Regions from separate parts of the Anas platyrhynchos genome. Here region 2 is linked to region 1. The links are chromatin contacts, called in public Hi-C maps. All regions are on one chromosome and are shown on one strand. Each heading gives the region's core, a stretch centred on a gene start, on an enhancer-like site or on the middle of the called end of the contact. The rest is flanking DNA. Distances are from core to core; before and after follow the strand shown. Region 1 overlaps HDAC9 (histone deacetylase 9). Region 2 overlaps HDAC9 (histone deacetylase 9).

Region 1 (6,996 bases), core at 2,541-5,040:
GTCTTTTTAGCAGCATAGTGCATTACCAGCTGTCACTAAAATGAACTCTACTATCAGGTAGCAGCTGGCTGCTGTAGTTACTCATCTTCCTCTTTTGGCAAAAATGCATGGAAACTGCATAACGCACTTTGCCAGTGTGTCACCAAATCCTGGCTGCTGTGCTCAGCTGCATTTGTCAGCTTTGTCCAGTGGAAATTTAGCACGGTAATATAACAGCAAGTAGATCAGAAGAAAAAAAAAGTATAAATAAAAAGAAAGGCAAGATCATGAATTCACAGCCAAAATCCATTATAGCAGTCCTACCATTGCACAAATCTTTTTTTTTTTTTTTTTTTAATGTTATGTGAGGCAGCTAAGAGAAGGGTGAAAACACAAAGTTTGCTTGGCCTACCTCTGTTTTACAAATGCAAATGTTATGTACTTGTCTATTGATTTGATTTGTGGGTATAAATTCAGACAGCAGCCAAAAAAGCAGTCTTTTAATATACTCAAAATTGTTCACACTGAAAAGACAGCCATATTGAAGTCAGGCTGAAAATTTAACATTGTGAAATTGGTAGTTTGATTTTTTGTGGATTTACAGGCTTCAAGAGTTTGGGGAGTGTTATAATACAACTTTGATCTGCTGGGAACAACTTGCTGGCAGTTATTTTGCTTGAACATGCTTCTGTTACCCAAACAGAGAGGAAAAAGCACTCACACTCCATCTCATAGATACAGGAACACTCCCTTTAGCTGAGTCTGTCTCAGCATATTCAGTTTGCTAATATACTGAGGGAAAAATTGAAAATGTTGCTACCTTTATGTGCTCCTGCAGCTGGGCCTGATGCTGGCGGGTCAGGTTTTCATGCTGCTTCTGAAACTCTGCAATCAGCAGTTGTTTCTGAATTTGCTGCTGCTGCTGGATCAGAAGTAGTTCCTGCTGTAGCTGCTTTTCACGCATAATTGGGTCCACCATGGGAACCATCATCCTGAGATCGGTTCGCAAGTCTAATGGTGAGATAGGCTCTAATCCCACAGGAACCTCCGACTTCACATCCACTGAGAAAGGAAAACAACAAAATATATACATGTTAAATATAACTGGAGAAGCAGAATAGAGATTATTCTTACTGGGTAAAAGAACAATTTCACTCAAAGACTCCTTCAATGTACATAGCCAACATTTATGAAAACTATACAGTATGCAAACTTCTAATATTTCTACTAGCAACCAGAGATTTTCCAAACCATTTTATCATTTTCCAGAAAATGTCTGGAAAGAATAATCCTGGATTAATATTCTGCTAAATAGATTAACAACCAATTCACTTCTAAAACCATGTCTCAGCCTTCAGGAGCATTATTTAGTGAGAACCTCCCAGACTCTATGAATGCTTAACAACAAAGTGCTCTGGGCACTTCTTCAGCTTGATGTGAAGGCTTGTAGTTCTTTCTGGGTTGAAAGACATTTTCTAAAATAGAAAGCTAGCGTGTAGATTATCCAAAGATGGTGTTACAGACAGATAGCTATTGCATATAATATACCTGGCCTTGTAGCAAACCCACAGGAGTAACACACATGAAATTACAGGAGAATATTGGACACACAACATGAGAAGGATTAATACAGCTTTTTGGAAAATCACCACTGTGCTTGGAGTAGATTAGACACCGTACTCTATGCATGTCTTGCAAGAAAATTAAAACATGTTAGATTATTTCAATTTTCTGCCATAATGGTATATATTATTAATCCATCATTAAAGTGAAGAATGAAGAAGCCTGTGGGCTTCCATCTCCTGACTTAAACAGAAAGAACGGAAAAACAGCAGAAGAGAGAGAGATTTGATGATTTTCACTATAATACTTTTAAAACTCATGTTTTCATATTAAGAAATGAGACAGAGCATAACTGTACCTGTTAAAAAAGAACAAAAAAACTAGCAAGTATCATTTTTACAAGAGGAAAATAGCACAGGTCTGCGACAGTGCTTAGCAGTTCTGATTCCATCCACTAGAGGACAGTGGAATACAAACACATTAACTGCAATTCCTGCTACTCAACCAGAAAAAGAAGATTGTTAACTAGAAACAAACATGATGTCAGGAAATGACCAGACTACACATTTTTCTCATTTTATTCTGTTATACCTGTATTTGTATTCCACGAGAAAACTAAAGGGAAGCAGTGAAAAAATCTAGCAAACAGGAGCAGTAAAGCTGCAGAAGTCGAAACTGTAGCAAACAGACAGAACTGAACTCTACTGCACAATAACACCTACTGGCATAAAATATACAAATATACAACATATTTTTACAAAAAAATGTGAGGCAATGAATTTCTTTTACTGACCATATTCCCTCATGGTCAATATTCTGGAAACATTTGCTAGGGGATTTTTTTTTCTTTTTCTTTTTCTTTTTCTTTTTCTTTTTCTTTTTCTTTTTCTTTTTCTTTTTCTTTTTCTTTTTCTTTTTCTTTTTCTTTTTCTTTTTCTTTCTTTCTTTTTTTTTTTTTTTTTTTTTAATCCTAGCAACTGTGATTGTAAACCTCAGAGCATAATTTGTCTTCTTAACCTGTTATCCCAATAGAATGATTGTGTCTAAGTGCTTACTTTTGTTCTGAGACTAATCGCTAAATTATAAAAAATCACCTTTAACTTACAAAAACTACTCTTGATTATAAATAATTGCCCCAGACCAAGAGAAACGGACAGGCAAAGCCCCAGCCTTTCATCCCATTTATTCAGCAGCAATCCACATTCCATTTGTCTAGACTAAATATAGCTGCGTTTATACAAGAAATCAATAGTGCTTGCAGAGAGCAGAGCAAAGACATGAATATTTCATCAAACTCTGAGAGAAATGGCAATCAGCGAACTGACAGTGCTGTGCAGGCTCACTGCCCCTCCAGATAAGTCTCCGGCACTTGGACAATGGCTCGCTGCCTGCAAGTCACAATCTTATCATAGGCGCTCTGCTATTTTTAACATTAATTGCAATGTAGGTGACAAAGGCTTATCATGTTTAAAGTAGAGAGACGGACTTTCTTACAGCTACTGTGACAGGATAATAAGCCTTACTTGGAGCAATAATAGTAACCGGAGCCGTGCAAACCCTGCAGGGTTTGGTTTGCAATAGTGTTTGCAAACTGAACCCTGCAGTTGATTTTGCAGATACTGGCTACAAATCAACCCCTACAAGTCCTCATGGCGAGTCAGTCTGATTACACCTCCTACTCCTGCTGAGCATCCCACCTCTTCGTTCTAAGAGCTCTTCTCTGTAACTGTGAGGGGAAGACTTGAGACTTTTCTAACAATGGAAATTTCCTTCCACAATTTGTAAAATGGAGAACTGAAAGCTCAGTTTGATAAGATACAGATTTTCAAGAATTTTTACACACTCAAATAATAAATCTAATACTGGAACACCTAATTCATCAGATTCAACTTTAACTTGCGCGTTAACACAGGAGAAAATAAACATTAAAGTATTCCTAGAAACTTGAATACATAGAAATCTATATAAAATCTTTCATGTTATTTAAAAGCCAATGTTTACTGACAAATAAAGACAAGCAGTATTTCCTGTCATAAATATTGCTAACAGTAAGTTTACCTCCAATTCTACTAATAACTGTTGACACAGCAGCTATTGGCTTTTGGTGGTAATTGCTGTCTTAAAACTCTAACAGTTAATAGTGAAGTTGATAATAGTTAACCTCCTCAGCCAGATGATTCTCCACAAGTAGCCATAAAGCTACCAAACAATACTGTGTTATCGCCTGCTACATGGGCCTGATGCCACAGGCCATTTACATTCTTCTTACTTGTTATCAGCTGACAAGGAAGAGACAAAGAAGCCCTGTGGAGTTACATCAGTGTGAAAAATGTGTAATGGAGCAGAGAATCAGAATCAGTGTCTTTAACAGCTTTGAATTTTAGCTGAAGCATCTTCCTCCCCGCCACCCTGACAAAACTGTAACACTAGACAGACCAAAGGTGATGCAGAATGTTTATTCTCAACAAGGAAGTGTGTACGTGTATTTCACCCCATCCACGCTGGGATAAATGTATTTTGGGGGTAGAAAAAGGAATGGCCTAATCACCACGCTCCACTTTCAAGAACTTTTCACAAGAAGCAGTGGGATGTAGAACTTCCAACAACTGATGCATCAAGCTGTTAGCCAAAGAAAGAAAAAGATGGGTAAGGAAAGAAATATGTGTAATAGGTTCATAAAGACCATCTCCACTTGAAGGAGCCCTGTTTTGCAGGATTCCTGGTGTCACCAGTGCAGCGAGGTCCTAGTGGGTACAATTCAGGGTGGGACACTGCCCTGTTCTCTCTCTGCTGTGGTCTGGAGATGATCCTTCCCAACATCTCTGCTGACTACAGGGCAAGCCCAGGGAGTCCCCTCTACAGATAACTAAGGTCAGATTCTCTTCTGAGCTCAAGTTAGCTGTGGTGAATATGACAGTAGTCTGCCGAATATAAACTAAAAATGAAATGTTAGTGTCAGCAATTCCAGGAAAAATGTCAAAATTTTAGCAGAAAAATACTTAATTTTCAGCTATAAGTAACTGCAAAGGCTTCTCCCCCCCCCTCCCTTCTTTTTGTATAAAAACTCAGTGGCCTTTATCTTTATCTTCCATATCAATTATATTCCATAGTTGCATTTCCTGCAGTGCTTTTGATATTCTGTGTAAAGAAAATAAGATACTTCGAAAACGTCATGCTTGTTGAGTATATTTAAAGACTTGTAGCATATTTAAAAAGAGATAAAAAGAGCTTGTTTTAACCCTGGTGCCTTGTTTTTTGAAACAATTTCTTAAAATGGGAATCACTGAAAAATGGTAAGTCTTTCACTAAGAGATAGCATTTCAAGCTTGTTTCTAGTGACTAGCTTCAATTTCTGCACACTGGTATATTAAAATACACGAGTCTTCTGAATCACAAGGGCTAAAAGAAAATAGCAGGAAATAAAGCAGCCCACTTCTTTTTTGTTGGCAATTACCTGTCCTGGCAGACATCTATGCCATCTTTAAAAACAGGAACCTAAAGAAGGGCTGCTGCAATCAGTTGAATTGTTGTCATTCTTCATTTGAGATGTAATGAAGAGTTCTAGTAGACTTGCTTACCAGAATACATAGAGTGCATTTTTGATTCTTACATTAGGAGAACTGTGTTAATTTGCAGGGACTGCAGGGACTCAAATTAACCCTTTCACAGTGGAATTTCTCACACATCTGACTATGCTGTTGGGCTAGGAGAGGGAGGCAGACAGGAGAGAAGAACAGGGAATTAAGCTGGTTAGACTCTTGTTCCTGCTTATTCATCCAAGGCAGCATTTTACTTGAGAAGCAGTTAAGGTTTATGAAGTGATCAAGGAGGCCTACAAAAGTTGGAATGCTAAACTAAAATTACATGTGACAAGAGACAGAAGACAAGCTCCTCCAACTAACAACTTCAGTATTAGGCAATAAAAGTGTATTCCTGAAAACAGACAAAAACAAGTAAAATTTTGAAGAGTAATCCTGCCAAGAAATGAGCATACCACATCCCAAACATCAACTCAGTGAAGTATTACAAAGAAAAAAGAATGTGAGAGCAGTTTATACTAGTGCTACTCCTTTGAACTCTCTTCTACAAAACAGAACCCACCTGAAGTGCTTATTAAGTTGTATAGTACTTTGCATAGTTTTCATATGCTTTTCATAAAATGAAAAACAGAACAGTTTTGCACATTTTAGTGTAAAAGAGACTGCCTCCATTTGACCTCTTGATTCAGAGAAAGTGAAAACCCCTCCTGTTTCAGGATTAGCCACCAGTAAATCATGACATAATCAGAGGGCTAAGGAATTTACAGAAAATAGGTTGAAATAGTGGAAAGATGGAAGATCCACTGAAAATGAAGACAATGCATTATATTTGCATTCCAGTTTAAACCCAGAATTCTCTAGATTTATGTACCACATCATTCAGGACTTGAAAAGCACTGATATCTGGAAAGCCATAAGACACCAGTAATGAAGCAGAGAAGGGGCACAAAGAAAGGATTTAAAATTTCTGAGTACATTGAGGCAGAGCTTTCCCTGTTGAAAAGCAGTGTTACAGGAACATTGCTCACTCTGTAATCTAAGAGCAGTCCTGGCATAATGATAAGGCACTGCTTGCCATCACAGCCAGTGTAAATAAAGAGCTAATAGAGCAATGTGTCAGCTGTGGGCATACTGGAAAATTAAGTGGGCAACTTGGTTTTGAACAGCCATGAATAAAGAGGATGGAGTCTGGCATGAAAACCACTATAGCAATTGCTTAACATACTAATTTGCAGAAAATTTTCCTAATTTGGAGCCTACTTCCCACAAGTCACAACTTTCTGATGCAAGCTGTGCCACTACAAGACCTTCACTACAGAATGCAGGAGCTAGAAGTTGAAATTTTAAGAATAACCAGTACAGAATCAGAAGTCAGATGTTCAATAAACTGTGAAAGGTTAGGTTACCTCCCATGGTATGCTTTTATCATTCCAGCTTTGGTGACTAAATTCTTGTACATCAATTCTCAGCTGGTATAATCTGTCATCCCTCTGTTGACTTCAATATAGGCAAAGCTTCTTTATGCCACCCGAGAAGCTTGATCCAGAATCTCTCTCACGAGTATAGGGGTGAAGAAAGATGGCCTTGAGAGCATCTCATTTTAATATCCTTAATGTGACAAAAGCATCTGGATTTTGGATGGCAGTTGGATTTTGCAATATATATATTTTTTCCAATATTTAAAATCAACAGTTTTTTTTTCTCCATTCTCAAAATTAAGCTAAGGGGTCCACCCAAATAAAAAAAAGTGCCATTTATATTTCACTCAATGTTATTAAATATTTTTGATTAATTATACTTCTTTAATCATAGTCTGGATTTTGGTTGTCACAGGCAAGGGAAACAGAAAAGAGACAGTAAATACAAACGGAAGACTTTTTTTCAAAGGCAGCACAATGAATTTTTTTGGCAGTTA
Region 2 (6,996 bases), core at 2,928-5,427, 120 kb after region 1:
GATGAACATGTAATTCCACCGCTCTCCCCTCCAAACCATTACTCCTATTCTAGAAGATGGGCACCGATACAAACTTTTCAACAAATTATTTTCATCATATCTGGCTCATCCCACGAGCAAGTGTGCCCACAGGAATGCCTACGTTCAATTCAGTTCTGCTCCCAAGAGGCAGTTCCCATTAAATGCTGATTTCAGTTACCAAAAAACTTCACATCCACACCACTTAATACTGCTGCACTACATTGGGTAGCTTTTTTGTCTTATCTTTCACTTGTTGCTCCCTTAAAAGACTGAATTGTGAGACTGCTACCAAGGACAAGACATGTGGCTTAACCATCTGCAGTAGCTACCGATGACCTTTACCTCTTCTGTGTTATGGTACCACCAAATTGAAAAATCAATCAGAAGAGTGCCAGCAGGTAGACAATGCCATCAAACACCTGTTTATACCATACTGTGGAAAACAGCTCCATGTAAATTATCTTGCGGACATGTTCAACATTTACTTTTTAGAGAAACTTTTTTCTACGTGTCTGGATGGGGCCCTCAAAAATGCCTTAAAAATCTAATAAGGAGCCAGGAATTCTTGTGGTTTCATTTCAATTCTGCTACTGACTAGTTGTGTGGTCTTGGAAAAGGCACTTATCCTTTCCCTGGGTTTTATTTCTCACATATGGTGATATTAATATGCAATAGAAACTAAGAGCGTATCATATGCGAAGCTGAGAAAACAAGTTAACGTACACAGGGAAAAAAAAAACAAAACTGCTATATATTCATCAACATAAATTCAATTTTAGCACTATCTGAGATTACTGTTTGTTGGCAGATGAAACCATTACTGTGAATAACACAGGGCACGGGAGAGAAACCCAACAGCTGCCCCGGGCTGCTCACCTGCACATACACTCCGACCCACCTGCGGCTTGACGTGCACCTTCTTGCTGTTGCCAGCCGGGCAAGGGGCTCGCCACCAGCAGTCACCAGGGAGGAGGCGATGCGTTGCAAGATGATTTATGCCGCAGTGCTCACAGCCCGTGGTGCCTTTTGCATACGCCATTCATAACCGCAGCTCCCACTGCCCAGCCCTTCCTTGAGGAGGTAGCACCATGAGTAAGGAAGAGTAGTCTGTGTTTCACTACCCTTGCTGTGTTTCACTACCCTTACGATCAGCAAACTGCATTACCCCAGGGATCAGCAAAGACTTTCTGACTTTGCAGGCCAGAAAACCAGGCTGTGGTATTCATGTGGAAAGCATGTGCACATCTCTCATTTCTCATCTCTGCATTTTACTGTAGATAGTACTAATTTAAAATATCAGTTGAACACACATGCTGTTTTTTTTTTTATCTCAGTAAAACTTAGTACAATGTGCTGATACCATGCCCAAGTTTCCCACTCTTGATTCTGAAAAAAAAAAAAAAATATATATATATATATATATATAAAATATATATATAATATCTATATATATAGATAGATAGATATATAAAATATATATAGATATTTTTTGTGGAGAGCTGGAACAGTAAGTGACCTAAAGACTGAGAGAGAAGCAACATCGTCTACATGCAGCATACTATTAATTTCTGAGACTGAGATGAAGTGACATAGTACAGGTCTGAGGCTTGGCAGAACAGCTTCTGATCCTTACCAAATCCTACCAGATGCTGCTGAGGAAAGGGCTCTTGGATCCTCCCTGAAAGACAGTTCCTTTCCAAAGGAAAAGACACTTGCAGACCTTTTCCTGAGGAAAACGATGGTTTTGCCACAGTGCAATAGTGGACTTCAGAAAAGCTCCCACTCTGTCCAGGGATGAAAAGGGTGCATTTGAGACAGCCTCAAGCTGCCACACAGCTGCACGGCTGGACAGCCAGGTGTGAGCAGGGCTGTGGCTGCCTCACAGAAAGATTTGCTACTGAATTCTCCAGGAGGTGTCAGTTCTCTTCTGGAACACATAAACCTTTCTAACTGAAGCTTTGTTTTAAGCTGGTGAAATTAATTTCACAGCAAAAAGTTTCTTTCCTGGACCCACTGAGAGCAGCTTCTGAAGCCCTGGAGGAACGTCTCCTGTTAGATCTTTCAAAGGAGAGAGCAGGCAGAAAGTCATGACAACCATGCTGGGAATCACCACAGCATTTAAATACATACTGAGTAATAAGAAAATTATTTTCTAGGTACTCCACTACAGCAAAATTCATGCACAGGGCTTGATTTAAAGCACGCCTGTTTCCCTGTGAGGATTCTCTTTAACCTGCAAAGGTCAGGGACGGTCTCTAAGCTCATTAGGCTACACTGGAATATGAGCCTGAGGGAAAAAGCTTTTCTTTCTTCCCATTGTAAATTCTTTCACGCATAGATAACTAGCTATTTTTATAGAAATTGTGAAAAACAATCATATCTGAGATGTCATAATTTACCTTAAGGTCCATGAAGCCTAGAACAGCAGTGTAACAAATTTTTAAGGTAGCAAGGAGGACAAATCATATTTCACACCAGCAATTCTAAAGAGATCAATTTTATTCTGCCTAAAATATCCCTGTAGTTCCCAGGAAAGCCAGCTGTGCAAAAAGACTCATTTTATTATAATTTCCAAAAGAAGAATAGCATTCTCATCTCATTTTAGAGAAAATGAAAAATGACAGGGTTTCATTATTTCCTACAGGATTTTGCAGCCCTTAGAAACCTCTCCATTAAAGCATAAATACGAAAGAAAATGTTTTCTGATGCTGTTAGGAAAGTCTGTCACCAAAGATGTATATTATGCTGAAGAGAGTTCATAGCATGTATAATGAACAGTTCTCAGGGGAAAATATGCTATTTAGCACCACATTTTCACATGAAATTCATATTCATTATCTCTGTGTTGTGAAAAAGCCTTCAAAGAACATTTAATCATTAGCTAATATTATAATGATGATAAAGCTGCAGTTATATTATAAAGGAAATATGTCCATGCATCTAAAGACTTAAATGTTTCAAATTCGGGGTATTTGCATTTGGCCTGTTTCTTCTGCAGCTAAAACATCGCTTTGGGACAGACACACTGACTTAGCACCTGCTGCTGAAAGCAATTCCCTAGACTCTCAGAGGTGTTCCCAGTCACCACTGCAGAGACAGCACAGCACAACAGATAATACACTTATGTTGCCTGAGAGGAACAGACCTTAACGTTCCGGTCCTGTTTATAAAAGTACTCTGCAAATGTTAGCATCTTTCCTAAACACACCTACATGTTTATATCTGTAAGTAGATGTAACTATCATGGTGCACCTGATATTAGTGACCTGTACATGTGCCATGGACTGCATGCACTGCCTTGAGATTTCATGCCACTAAAACCCATGAATAATAAAAAATCAGTTATTTTTGTATAAATACGTATGTATGCCTGGGTGCTTCTGTTTTCAAAATGTCATTATGCACTGTGACTTACTGCCTATTACATCATTTGTTGGAATAAAAAAACAATTCAAAAGATTTGGTTCTTCTTTCTAACCAAACAGATAAGTTTTTTGCATACAGAAGGAGGAGAACTGGAAATAGCAATTTAATTTATCAGGGATACCTATGATCACTGTTCAAATGACAGGCTAGGCACTCTATTTCTAAAACTAAATTTATGTCTTGCTTCAAAAACGAGCTGTAACATACAGCAGAAGCTATACAGTCACCTTACTACACCATGGATGTATCGTGACCAGAGGGTTAAAGCATGATACCACCACGCAGGCCACACACAATCAAAATTAATAAAACCAAGCCTAGTCTATGCCAAGGCCACTGCATTTTGAGCAACTGTTTAAATGAAAAAGGTTCATTTCACTCTCCTTTTAAATTTATATTGCAACTGAGCTTTCTTAGCATTAAATCTTGTGCTGGAGACGTTTGCTGGGCGAACTCGTCTCATTCAGAAGCGCCACCAGGAGCCGACCCAACACGACGCACCGGCTGCCTCCGACACCAGCCCCAGCTCTGCTCTTAGGCTCCTGCCTGCTCCCAGTGCTCCTTTCCCCTGGCTTGCCACTAGCATGAAGGAAAGTTTCATAAACAGTGACATGTGTTAATTCAAACTAAATACAGGACAGCAGTTCTTTTTAGGCAGTAAAGTCCCGTCTGCATATTTTCGCTGTTGCATAATTGTTACCTTTAGCTCATAAACTTCAAGGTCAATTCAAGGCCAAGATTAGGTGTTTAGCACATGGAACTAAGAAATGCTGCTCTAAGTAGCAGACTTTATGAATCACAGCATTTTGTTCTCGTTTGGGCTTTTTGTTTTGCCTTGGCTTTATTCTTATTATCTAGCAGTTTTTAATCCAGCTTCACAAAATGTACTGTTATATGGTACTGTCAAGCTAAAAGTACAGTTTATATACTTGGAATGCAAGGCTAACATATTTCTGTCCTCCAAATTCTATTTCCCCTCTAACAATCACATCAAACCTTCAAAGTTTGTTTGCTGAAGAGCAGAAACCCAGCCACCAAAAGAAAGCACTATTTATTCAGAGCCAGTATCAAACATTGCAGAAATTTATGCAGAGTAAGAACTTTAGTTACAAAGATTACACCAAATTGTTCCTTCATACAGAAAGCCATGATAAAGTTTGTGATACGATTCCAACAAAATACACACTAATTCACATTGCTCTGTCTCACTTCTAAATGTTAACCACATCACAGCACTAGAAGCAAACTGCTAGAGGAACTTTTTCTTCTGCTCACATCATGAATATTTTACTTTGTGCAGGACAGAAGCACACTGTGTAACATTAGGAAAGACATACTAAGTTAATCAGAAGAATACTAAGAAACTACAAGGGAGCTCACAAACTAAACAACTCCTTAAATCTTTTCCGAATCTCCACACAAAGGTAGTTTAGAGTGGTGAGTGGTACTCCACTGCCTCCTGTGTGCATGCTCTTGATACCCAAGATGCAGCAAATAATGTCATCAATTTCCTTCAATTACCTTGCAAAGGATTAATTTGCACTCAGGGAATAAAAGGTTGCGACAGCAGCTTTTGGATCACTCAACAACAGAGTCCAGCACTTACAGCCAGACTCAGAAGCTCATGGCAGAAGGGAAAAAATTCATTTGCTTAGCGTTCTTTAATTCTTTGTGCTCTAATGAGAGACCATTGTGATTTACGACTAAATAGCACATATATTTTGCTCAGGAGAAAAGCCTTTCATAACCTGCTCAGTTCTGTGGAACTCAGGCGCTATGAGATCTAAGTCTGCTCATAAACCTGGTGTCCCGCTGAAAGCGATTTGCTAGCCTTTCAATTAAAAGTGGTTCTGTGTGCTGCTGTGCTTTCAAACTACAGGGCAAAGTGCTAAAATAGTGCATTAAATGCAGATTAAAAAAATATAAGAAAGGAAACGAAAAAGCAATAATGATGGTGCACAAAAGTAGTAAGTAGTTAGTAGTTGTTTTTTAAAATGGGGTCGTTTACAGTTAATTAGGCATTCTTTTCCTGATTTGATTACATAAAGAGTTGGTCTGCAATACTATAGCAAATGAAGGTCACTGTGGCTACAGGAGAAACCCTATATGCTGTGACAAATCCAATAACCATCAGGGTATTTGGTTCATAGAAATAAAGCATTTCTTAAAATATTTTGCTGATTTGCTAAGGTATGGGGAGACATTTTGCTGACTGTGAAGCCTGACATTCCCAGAAGGATATCTATTATATAGTGAAGTTCTCACCAAATTTGCTTATGGGATGGGAGTCTGGTGCTTAGGAAGCGAAGGGTGCATGGACAGGTTACAGGGATTACGGTTCTAAGAAGTGAAGAGGAACAGAGGAGAGAAGCAGAAGGATGAAACTTCTTTCCATTCTCTGCTTGTACTTGTTGAACAAAAAAAAAAAAAAAAAAAAAAAAAAAAAGGTGAAAAGTATGATTTTTCCTTATGGCTAGATAAGCACCAAATATAAAAATTACCTTCAGAAATTGTAATTATCGGTGGAAAAGAGACTGTTGTCTGTAGTGTGTTTAAACCTCGAGGTAATAAAATAGGAAAAAAAACCGTATCAGAAGTAAAAAGTTAAATTTACTCTAAGAAATAGTTCAAACTCGATGTAAAAGTTTATAATTGCAGCTGTAAAGAAAGACTTCGAGCTCCCCCTAGGGGTTTCTACTTGCTCCTTCACAAATACTTTTTTTTTTTTAAAGCATATCCTATATCCATTAACACATTTTTACAACTGGGGAAGATACTTTTTGTTTGTTTGTTTTTCTTTTCCTATGTGAAAAAGGTACTAGGTATAATAAGCCGTCCTTTTCTTTACCCTGAGAGCAAAAAATTGCTCTTATGCATTTGATCTTAAATCACAACCACCTCCTAATTATTTGTGAGAAAACATACTGAACCAAAGCAATTATGACTTTGTCTTTAGAATTAATAATCTCATAGCTGAACATTGATGTGAACCACTACTAATTAATTTTTCTTCAAGCAGTATCACCCATCATATAATGCACTTCTAGTGTTTTGTTTTGTTTTTTCCTGTACAATTGCTCCAAATAGCGCTAAAACACCATTAGGTCTTGATTTAAAATTACTACCTTTATTTGTGTTTGAATCCTATCAAACCATACCGAGGAAATGAATGAAGGACTTGGCTGTAGATCCTATTCTAAAGATTGCTGTCTAGTTACATTATCTAATACAGATGACAGTACACTGATAGTACACCAGGAGGAAGTTCATGGCCCTAAATTATGGAAACCAGTAACTAAATGTAATGTGTTATAAAATATTTCTTCTCTCTACAGTTAGGCAAAACAAGGTAACAAGGCCTGAAATTCAGGGTGCCTCTTTCCACTGCCTCTCACAGGCCACAGAGCACACAGGCCATCCACATTCTGCCTCTTACACAGCACAGGTAGGACAAGGCAACAATGCCTCACCAAAGATGCTCTGAAGAGATGTTATCAAGCCCTCTTAAATGACTGCAGGCAGGTCTCAGAAATGTCAGCACAGGCTCAT

The links. Hi-C and Micro-C count contacts between places; a contact is called where the count stands out from the background.
Region 2: a Hi-C map of subcutaneous adipose tissue shows a contact between it and region 1, with 4 times the contacts expected there. The contact joins two enhancer-like sites. A contact is called at or near these places in 4 of 8 Hi-C or Micro-C datasets (F5 follicle, liver, skeletal muscle and 1 more).

Annotation. Positions count from the first base shown.
Region 1 is chr2:127,936,706-127,943,701 of IASCAAS_PekinDuck_T2T, forward strand. HDAC9 (histone deacetylase 9) reads right to left here. Exons shown (of 26, transcript XM_038173865.2): 3 at 800-1,041. Among named protein-coding and RNA genes, the nearest start is that of HDAC9, 240 kb to the right of the region's middle. Within about 2 kb of position 3,791, at least 1 of the 8 cell types and tissues checked has an H3K27ac peak or open chromatin away from gene starts, as enhancers often do.
Region 2 is chr2:128,057,889-128,064,884 of IASCAAS_PekinDuck_T2T, forward strand. All of the region lies in intron 2 of HDAC9 (histone deacetylase 9), which reads right to left. Among named protein-coding and RNA genes, the nearest start is that of HDAC9, 120 kb to the right of the region's middle. Within about 2 kb of position 4,178, at least 3 of the 8 cell types and tissues checked have an H3K27ac peak or open chromatin away from gene starts, as enhancers often do.